Regions from separate parts of the Macaca mulatta genome. Here all the other regions are linked to region 3. The links are chromatin contacts, called in public Hi-C maps. All regions are on one chromosome and are shown on one strand. The core of a region is the stretch at or near the end of the contact, and the rest is flanking DNA. Distances in the headings are between cores, read along the strand shown. Region 1 holds the start of CFAP53 (cilia and flagella associated protein 53). Region 2 holds the start of CXXC1 (CXXC finger protein 1). Region 3 holds the start of RPL17 (ribosomal protein L17).

Region 1 (3,066 bases), core at 558-3,057, 810 kb before region 3:
GGCCGCCCTGGGGCGTGGCATCCGTCCGGCGCAAACCCCAGTACCTGGGCTAGGGCCAGAGGGAAGCTGAGTGCCCCTCTTCAAATAGCGGTAAAACAGGCAAAACCGACCCAGGGTTAAATTTCGGAGCACGTCCAGGGTGAGGGCGGGGCTCGACGACCTAGGACGTTCGAGTGCAGCCGGGTGTCGCCAAGGGTCGGTTTACCCCATCGCCTCAGAAATTGTGACCAGGCCCTTTGGGCTGCACAACCTTGGGAATCCCCAGCGGGCGGCCCCGAATCGCCGCCGATTTTCCCAAGCCCTGCTCCGGGCCCAACGCGTTTTCGTTGCCGCCTTCCCGGAGGTGTGGTGGGGGAGGTTCCTCCCAGACCAATGGGCGGTCCCGGGGCCCGTTGAACTCGAAGATCAAAGAACCGCCCCTCTGGACACTCCAGGAAACCGAGACGACCACCTAATTTGTTTCTTTTTCTGTTCCAGGCCACGTAAACTCTTAGTAAATGCAAATGAGTGTTTTACTGAACTGCAATTGAACACAAAATGACAGAATTATTAAAAGATGATTAAAAGAGAAGAAAGACATTTCATGGCTGAAAAACTGAACCAGCAATTCAGGAAATGGAATTCATATTTAGAAACGTACCATATACAAAAGCCGAAGTGGGTGGTTTGCATATGATTAAGGAATGCTAATTTGCAGTAAATTGTGTCCTTAAGGAGGGTATACACATTAGTTGTACTTATTATACGTCAGTTTGACGTAGGTACTGATTTGTTGCATGTGCTCAAGTGTTCTATGCTCACCCCCACTTTTGGAGTACCAGAGTGTCATTCTTAATTGGCTTTTAGGTATCACCACCTTACTCTTGACTGGAAATGCAACTGTGGTTACTACCTGTGCTGCAGGTCCGTCCTGGTTCCCTGATTTGTGTTTCCTGTTCTGCCTGGATCCTGATTCTCAGAAACCAGTTACTGGACTTCTGATCCACATCCTGATCCTTCCACTGTGACCCTCAGACTCTTAATTATGCCCCACCAGGTCGTGCCACTGCCCCACTAGTCCATCTGATCTGTCCCCATCCTAGGATATCCTGAGTCTAAGCCCTGGTTTCTGCCGATGGCAAACAGGAAGATTTTATTATTAACAGCCTTTATTATTATTATTATTATTATTATTACTGGTTATTTGGTTTGACAAGGCACTTAGGCTCCCTGAGCTTTGCCTTAGCTGGAAAATAAGGATAGTAATGCTTCCTGTTCTATCAACCGTATAAGATATTTGTGGCCATGCGCGGTAGCGCAGCCTGTAATTCCACTTTGGGAGGCCAACGGGAGGGGCAGGGGGTAGGATCGCTTGAACCCAGGAGCAGGAGTTCCAGCCTGAGCAACATAGCGGGACCCCCTATCTCTTCAAAATTTGTTTTTAAATTAGCAGGGCGTGGTGGCGCAGGCTTTGTAGTCCCAGCTACTCTGGAGGCCGAGGCCCAGGAGGACGAGGTTGCAGGGAGCCCTGATCACGCCACTGCACTCCAGCCTGGGTGACAGAGCGAGACCTTGGCTCAAAAAAAGTCTGTGAGGTTCAAAGGTTGTGTGTGTGAAAATATCTTGGAAATTGTAAAGAACTACACAAATACAAGGTTTTCCTGTGATTATCACCGTTATCAAGATTAACCTAGAGATAGTGCAAAATTTAAGCTTCCCAAAAAATGTTCGCTAACCTTTCTCGTACCTTTAGACCATTACAGGATATAAATAGCAAAGTCAACTGGAATTGTAATTAGAGCTTCGATTTTTCTTGGGCTAGAGGATTTTTCTGCCATTCTGATGAACCCTAGAGGAAGGGAGCAAAGTCGGTGCGGTTTGGCCGAGGGGCGGGGTGAGGACCGCGCAGGCTCAGCTTCTCGGCTGGAAGAGGAAGTCGCGAGTGCAGGCGTCTGCGGCCCCCATGGTGACCAGACGGACTTCCGTCGTACCCGCCCACCTCTACCTGCCCCTAACCCCGCGAGGCGCACCATGGCAACGATACTTCTGCGTCGCGGAAGCGGTCCCGCAGGTCGCCACGGTTGGGGGAAACGCGGCGGACGCCGCCCCCATCCCGAAGGGGACTCGAAAATGTACAGCCAGCGGTTTGGCATCGTCCAGCGGGAGGTTAAGGGCCCTACCCCCAAAGTGGTGATCATGGTAAGCACAGGATGTGTCTGCCGGACCCTTCAGCTTTCTCCATCTCTGCACTCTCCAGGCCTGGCCGATCCCATTTCGGCCCCCCACCCGGGGCCTTCTCAAGGGGAACGGGTGCCGCCTAATGTAGTGGGTTGAATTTTGAAAGAAGGAAGATAAGGTCACTCACCTATTTACCCCACCTTTCACCCACTCATCCCCCTCTATTTTCATCCTTACAGCCTTTCATCTGCCCCCAAAGTTATAGTATTTAGGTTCTGTTTTTGGAGAATCACCACTAGGGATCTTAGGGTTTTTCAGTCTCCAAGACACCGGAAGGATGTCTGTACCCCATGCAGTGGCGAGTGTGTGTTATGGAAAGAGCACCCAGCCCAGAGACAGATCTGGGGGCAGGGCTGGCCTATGATTTGGAGCTGGTCTTTCACTCCTAGGAAAATCGTCTGGGGAAGGGGAATTAGGTTGTGAGTGGTTATAGCACCCAACGCCTTTCCTGTGCGAACTCAACCAGTAACCATTGCTGGACTGAAGTGTCCCTTCAGACCTGGGAAAAACACAGGTGCCTGCCTCTAAGGCTGGAATGGTGGTAGTAGGGCAGGGAAATATGCTTACTGCAGAATTTGATAGTTCCTGCTGAGAACCTCAGACACTATTGGTCCATACATGTAGATTCCTTCATTTCTACAAACTAGTTTCTACCCGCCAGAAAACTGCCATGTAGGCAGAATTATTGCTTGAGCCCCTGCTGTGTATGCAGTATTGTGGGAGATACAGGGGTGAATACAATGATCCTGGAAGGTTAATCCTTTACTGAAGCCTGAGCCCTCCCTTCAAGGAGCTTATACAGGTTAAGTATCCCTTATCTGAAATGCTTGGAACCAGAGATGTCTAGAA
Region 2 (2,988 bases), core at 121-2,620, 830 kb before region 3:
AGATGAAGCGCTGGTGAAATATAGCTGGTTTCCAGGACGGTGTGGTCATTGCAGTTTTGACCAATTCAAGGGTTCCAGGCAAGTTCCTATTGTGTTTTAGTTTTGGTTTGTTTGTTTTCCTTTTTGCAAGTTTGCGAGGAGTCCTTAGAATGGCTTCCAGGCGGAGCGGGCGCGGTGGTTCACGCCTGTAATCCCAGCACTTTGGAGGGCCAAGGCTGGCGAATCACCTTAAGTCGGGAGATCCAGACCATCCTGGCCAACACGGTGAAAGCCCGTCTTTACTAAAAATACAAAAAATTAGCCGGGCGTGGTAGCGCAAGCCTGTAATCCCAGCTACTCGGAAGGCTGAGGCAGGATAATAGGTTGAATCCGGGAGGCAGAGGTTGTAGTGAGCCGAGATCGCGCCATTGCACTCCAGCCTGGGCAACAAAAGCGAAACTCCGTCTCAAAAAATGAGTAAATAAATAAATAAAAATTAGAAAGAATGGCTTCCAGGCTCCATTTTACAGCTGTTAACCAGAGTGACACCGTTTTGTATATCACATTTCACAAGAGATAATCAGGTATGAGCATACAGATCTATGTTTAAGAATGTTCGTTGCAACTTTATTTAGAATAATATTTGAAAATGTTCTAAATGCTAAACAATAAATCAATGTAAACTGTGCTTAGGCTTATTGTGCAGCTTATATAACTAAAATAAGATTTGATATTAGTTTAACAATTGTTTTTAAATAAAAATAAAATAAATAGAAGCCGAACCGTGCCAGGCCTGGCAGAAGAATGACAAGTGGGAGGAGTGAGAGCCGGAAAGAGTGGTGGCAGGTGAAGTCGGAGACGACAGAGGAACTGGTTTCCTCCGCCCCGCAAGGCACACAGCCTGCCGACACCCCATCAATACATGTGGAAGGGGAAAGAGACAGAATGGAGGAATGAATACAACTTGATCCAGGTAGCGTTTCGGGAGCGGCCGCTTTACCTGTGAACCTCTCTGCCTGACAAGCTGCCAATATACGGTATCAACCACCAAGATGGCGGCGCCCTTGAGGAATCCGCAAATAGGTCGCCGCCATGTGTCGCCAAGGAACGTACGAATTCGACCCTCGTACGGAATCAGATTCCAAGATGACGGCATCTATGAGGAAGTCACGCAGTAGGTGCAGCCATGTTGCCTGTACGTCCAGGCCGTACTAGCAGCCGCCGTACGGACTCTACTGACAAGGTGGCGACGCCCTCGGGAAAGCCACAATTGAGCGCTGCCATGTTCCCGGCGAACGTGTGGATTCGGCCACCATACGGATACGATAATCAAGATGGCGGCGCCTGAGGGTTCTTCGGGGGCTCTAGGCGAGCGACCTACTGGTTTGCGGCGGAGACGACGCACGGGGCTTGCGCAATAGGAGTACGCTGCCTGGGAGGCGTGACCAGAAGCGGAAGTAGTTGTGGGCGCCTTTGCAACCGCCTGGGACGCCGCCGAGTGGTCTGTGCAGGTTCGCGGGTTGCTGGCGGGGGTCGCGAGGGAGTGCGCCGGGAGCGGAGATATGGTGAGTACCGGGTTCAGGGAGGGGTTCGGCGGTGGAGGTTGGTGGGGTTGGCAACAGTGGGGTCTGTCGGCCGACTCAGGGGTCTGTGGTGAGCCGTAACCGGAGTCTGTGGACTGAACGGCGGGAGTCTGTGGGCAGAATGATGAACCATCTGGGAGTTCTATGGTGAGCCACGGTGGGGGAGTCCTTAATAGAAGTTTAGTGGGGACTCCGGGTGGCAGTTCCGTGGGAAACCGTGATCGGGGATTGTGAGGAGTCACACTGGGTGGTCTGTAGTGAGCCGTGACGAGGAGTTCGTGTCCGGGGATCCGTGGACAGCCGCGACTGGGGGTGGGTGCGGGTGCCAGGTGGGTCTATGAGGTAAACAGGGAGGGGTGCGTAGAGACCGCGATGGGAAGTCCGCAGTGAATTACGCGGGGTCTGTGAGGGCGCCACGATGAAGGATCGCGATGGCCCATTAGCGAGTGTGGACGCAGGGAGCGGGTGTCGGTGGGTGCGTGATGGGAAGTATGGAGCAAAGTAATAGGATGTCAGGGGAAGGGATGGAGGTCAGTGGGGACTGTGATGGAGAGGTTTTTGGGGGGCCCCGATGTGAAATCTGCAGGCAGAGTGGGGATCCCTGCTGACCATGGTGGAGCTGTAATGGGATAAGCCGCCACGGTGGGGGCTGTTTAAGGATCCGTAATGGGGGTATCCCGCAGGAGGGAGATGGTTCAGACCCAGAACCTCCAGATGCTGGGGAGGACAGCAAGTCGGAGAATGGAGAGAATGCGCCCATCTACTGCATCTGTCGCAAACCGGACATCAACTGCTTCATGATGTGAGCCCGGGAGAGGTGGGCGGGGCAGACACTAGCAGGGTGGGGTGAGGCCGATGGGCCGCGCCCCTCACATCTCCACCGCCTGCCCCATCCTCCGCAGCGGGTGTGACAACTGCAATGAGTGGTTCCATGGGGACTGCATCCGGATCACTGAGAAGATGGCCAAGGCCATCCGGGAGTGGTACTGCCGGGAGTGCAGAGGTGAGGGCCATGGATGGACAGGGAAGGCAGGTGGGGCTTCAAGGGAGGAGGAGGAGCCATAATGGGGGGTCATGGGGAGTAGTGATACACGTCTGTGGTGAGCTGGAATGGGGTCTCCATTGTGAGTGGTAATAGAAGATTCCACGGGAAGAGGCAGCTCTGCCCTGGACAGGGGTGCAGAGTAGGTGGGTGGGATAGTAAGGGAGAGAAGAGGAAGAAAGAGGTTTTGGGACCGTTCAGGCCCTCCAGTGCTCACTCACTTTGGCCCTACTCTCTGCCCCACAGAGAAAGACCCCAAACTAGAGATTCGCTATCGGCACAAGAAGTCACGGGAGCGGGATGGCAATGAGCGGGACGGCAGTGAGCCCCGGGATGAGGGTGGAGGGCGCAAGAGGCCTGTCCCCGATCCAGACCTGCAGCGCC
Region 3 (3,256 bases), core at 211-2,710:
TAACCAGAGAGGTGACCTGGGGAAGGAAAAAAGGGAAGAAAATGCCAACAGGTTTTCTCCTCCAGATGAAGATCTAGAAGCAGTGGGAAACAATGAGGACATTGAACCAAACCCTTCAGTTAGTGCATTTTTCACACAGGTTATAACAAAATTGATTGGATGACATTCCCATCCTGAGAATTTCCTGATTACCATAATTACGTCTCATCCTTTCATCTTTTTAATTGACCATTTACAAACCACTTTCAGGGGTACAGGGCCACATAATCAAACCTAACTAATGCCGACGAATAAATAAAATGTTTCTTTCATATCTAATAATACGTAGATGTCCTAGAACTACAACCCTGTTTTTAATTGACTGACATTTAAAGCCTGAAATTTTTATTTCTGTATAAAAAAAAGAGAACTTTGAGACAGTCCCTAAGGAGGCAATTCGTTTTCACACGTTTTAAAAACATATTCCACACTCCCTTCCGCCTCCGCTCTCCTCCCTCCTCGGATCTCGTTTCATCAGCTACGAATCTCGCGAGAAGTCAAGTTCTCATGAGTTCTCCCAGAAGCCACCGCTCTTCCTCTTTCCCTAAGCGGCCTGAGGTGAGTGAGTGTCTTGTGGTGTTCCCGGGGCTGAATCCTCCTGCCATCGCCGCCATCCTGGCCTCTGGGGCGTCGGCCTCCAGGTCCCCGGGAGGAGAACTCCCAGAGCTACTAAATCCTCGCTGGAGGCGGTGGTTTCTTATGCGGGGGGACGTGGCGGAGGGCCCAACTTTGGGATCCGGGGCCGGTCGGTCTTTGAAGTCCGCAGAGGGACGTGATGGGCGGGAATGGGACGACCGGGCTCCTTCACTGGTGGAGCCGCCTGTGGTGCGTGCGGACTCCGGAGATCCAGTGTCCAGTGGTGAGTGATGGCCGAATACGCGTCACATTTGTGGCCGCAACGAGGAAAAGTTTTGGGGGAAATAAAGTCGGGTGGAGGCTTTACACATTTCTACAAGAGTGCTGCGTACCGGAGGGTTCTTAACGTGGGTCATAGCCCGAAGGTGTTGGGAGAGACCTGCAGCCCTGACAGCAAAGGGGTTTCTGTAGAGCGGGAGGGAGGAGGTAGAGGGTTGTAGTTGAGTTGTGCCATGCGGATGCGTCGAGTCATTTTACGCCTGGAAGATCCAGCATTGGATTGAAACAGGCTGTATTTTCTTCCAAAGGGTAGACTGGATTGGTGAGGTCCGTGTGGCTACTTTTGTGGAAGCAGTGCTGTAGTTACTGGCAGATAAAAGGGAAGAAAGCCCTGGGTGGAGGAAAGGATGGCTGCGATGATGGCATTTCTTAGGACACCTTTGGATTAATCATGAAAACAACTACTCTCTGAGCAGCTGTTCGAATCGTCTAATACTTGTCTAATAACTCGTATACCGAGTTACTGTAAGTACCTATTGACACAATTACACTGTACTTTCCTCCAGGTAATCTGTGAAAATGGTTCGCTATTCACTTGACCCGGAGAACCCCACGAAATGTAAGTGGACAGGAGATAGATACCTATTTCCTCCTTGGGGGTTGGCATAAGATGCCAAAACTTAACCAAAACGTTTTTTATTTTCTAGCATGCAAATCAAGAGGTTCCAATCTTCGTGTTCACTTTAAGGTATGCGATTCATAGTTGTGATCCAACAGTTCATGTTACACTCAAAAAAGGTAGCTGCGGTGATGACTTTCTTAGGACACCTTTGGATTTACCGTGAAAATTAATAAATTCTGAGCGGCCACCTTATATTTAGGCATTGATCATCGGGGTGTAAGGATGTAGGGTTTGTGAAATTGAGTAAAAGTACCAGAAAGACATTTGAAAACCTAGGGTGCAGACCACGATGGGAAATGTTAATGGTACTACATGATGATGGAATAAATGGAGTTTGGGGGTTTTGTCTAGCTTCAACGAAGTTTCCCTGGGTTTTAGTCACAAGGGCTTTTTTTGTTAGTTTGTTTTTTGTTTCTGAGATGGAGTCTTGCTTTGTTACCCAGGTTGGAGTACAGTGGTACGATCTCGGCTCACTGCATCTTGCATCTCCTGGGTTCATGCAATTCTTCCTTAGCCTCCTGAGTAGCTAGGATTACAAGCATGCACCACCACGCCTGGCTAATTTTTGTATTTTTAGTAGAGACAGCGTTTCACCATATTGGTCAGGCTGGTCTTGAACTCCTGACTTCACCCACCTCAGCCTCCCAAAGTGCTGGGATTACAGGTGTGAGCCACCATGCCTGGCCTAGTCACAAGTTTTTTTTAATTGCCTTGCCCCCAAAGAATAGAAATAACTTGACATTTTGAAAAGCCAAAAATTTCACATTTACTTTAAAAAGTAAACAATGCTTTGATCTAGTTAACCAACACTTTATTCTTCACTCTTAGAACACTCGTGAAACTGCCCAGGCCATCAAGGGTATGCATATTCGAAAAGCCACGAAGTATCTGAAAGATGTCACTTTACAGAAACAGTGCGTACCATTCCGACGTTACAATGGTGGAGTTGGCAGGTGTGCCCAGGTGAGAATTCTTAGTTGCCATTTGAAGAGACAAAATTTAATGGAAAAGTGATGGGATAGGATAAGAATGCCTAAGATCTCTGCCGATAAACCTATTTCTGGTTGCTGTAATGACAGAGGACACCTTGGATTGATGGTGAAATAAACCATGTTCTGAGAAGCCATGATGTCGGATCAAATAGATTCATCTTGGCTGTAATGTTAATTTAAATCAAGGAAAATGACTAATCTCCATTTTCTTTCAGGCCAAGCAGTGGGGCTGGACACAGGGTCGGTGGCCCAAGAAGAGTGCTGAATTTTTGCTGCACATGCTTAAAAATGCAGAGAGTAATGCTGAACTTAAGGTACCCAAACCATTAATATCCTGTGCAACTTGGGTGGTTTAATTAATGTTGGCTCTTCAGATCTATGTCCTTGATTTTAAAATTTTTACCTCCAGTTTCCACGGAACTAAATTATTTCCTTTTTTTTTTTTTTTTGAGTCCCTTTATGGCAGAATTCTGTGAAGATCCAGAAGCGTGCCTCTGTGGTCTCTTTAAGCCTAACATTTAGTATTTCTGTTTTTCTGCTGTCTTTTTTACACTGGAGGTACTTTACCAAGGGCTTTTAACCCTTTTTGTGCCATACACCTTTTTGGTAGTATGGTTAATTATCAAAGTTACTGCCTTGGCAGTGATTAATGTGGTTTGTGACCTGCCTTCATAAAGAAGAGCCATGT

Evidence for each region. A called contact is a pair of places that touch in the nucleus more often than the background predicts.
Region 1: a contact with region 3 is called in a Hi-C map of CD4 T cells, with 7 times the contacts expected there. The contact joins the promoter of CFAP53 here to the promoter of RPL17 in region 3. A contact is called at or near these places in 2 of 14 Hi-C or Micro-C datasets (CD4 T cells and fetal cortex germinal zone).
Region 2: a contact with region 3 is called in a Hi-C map of fetal cortex germinal zone, with 4 times the contacts expected there. The contact joins the promoter of CXXC1 here to the promoter of RPL17 in region 3. A contact is called at or near these places in 2 of 14 Hi-C or Micro-C datasets (fetal cortex germinal zone and liver).

What each region holds. Positions count from the first base shown.
Region 1 is chr18:42,037,379-42,040,444 of T2T-MMU8v2.0, forward strand. It overlaps CFAP53 (cilia and flagella associated protein 53), which reads left to right and starts at 1,808. Exons shown (of 9, transcript XM_015121974.3): 1 at 1,808-2,178. The coding sequence starts at 1,822.
Region 2 is chr18:42,016,571-42,019,558 of T2T-MMU8v2.0, forward strand. It overlaps CXXC1 (CXXC finger protein 1), which reads left to right and starts at 1,371. Exons shown (of 15, transcript NM_001266065.1): 1 at 1,371-1,544; 2 at 2,246-2,364; 3 at 2,465-2,565; 4 at 2,851-2,988. The coding sequence starts at 1,542.
Region 3 is chr18:42,843,540-42,846,795 of T2T-MMU8v2.0, forward strand. RPL17 (ribosomal protein L17) reads left to right here and starts at 1,461. Exons shown (of 6, transcript NM_001193562.1): 1 at 1,461-1,513; 2 at 1,602-1,642; 3 at 2,405-2,539; 4 at 2,784-2,882. The coding sequence starts at 1,474. It overlaps LOC114673888 (small nucleolar RNA SNORD58), which reads left to right and starts at 1,306; the gene lies at 1,306-1,371. LOC114673886 (small nucleolar RNA SNORD58) reads left to right here and starts at 1,697; the gene lies at 1,697-1,761.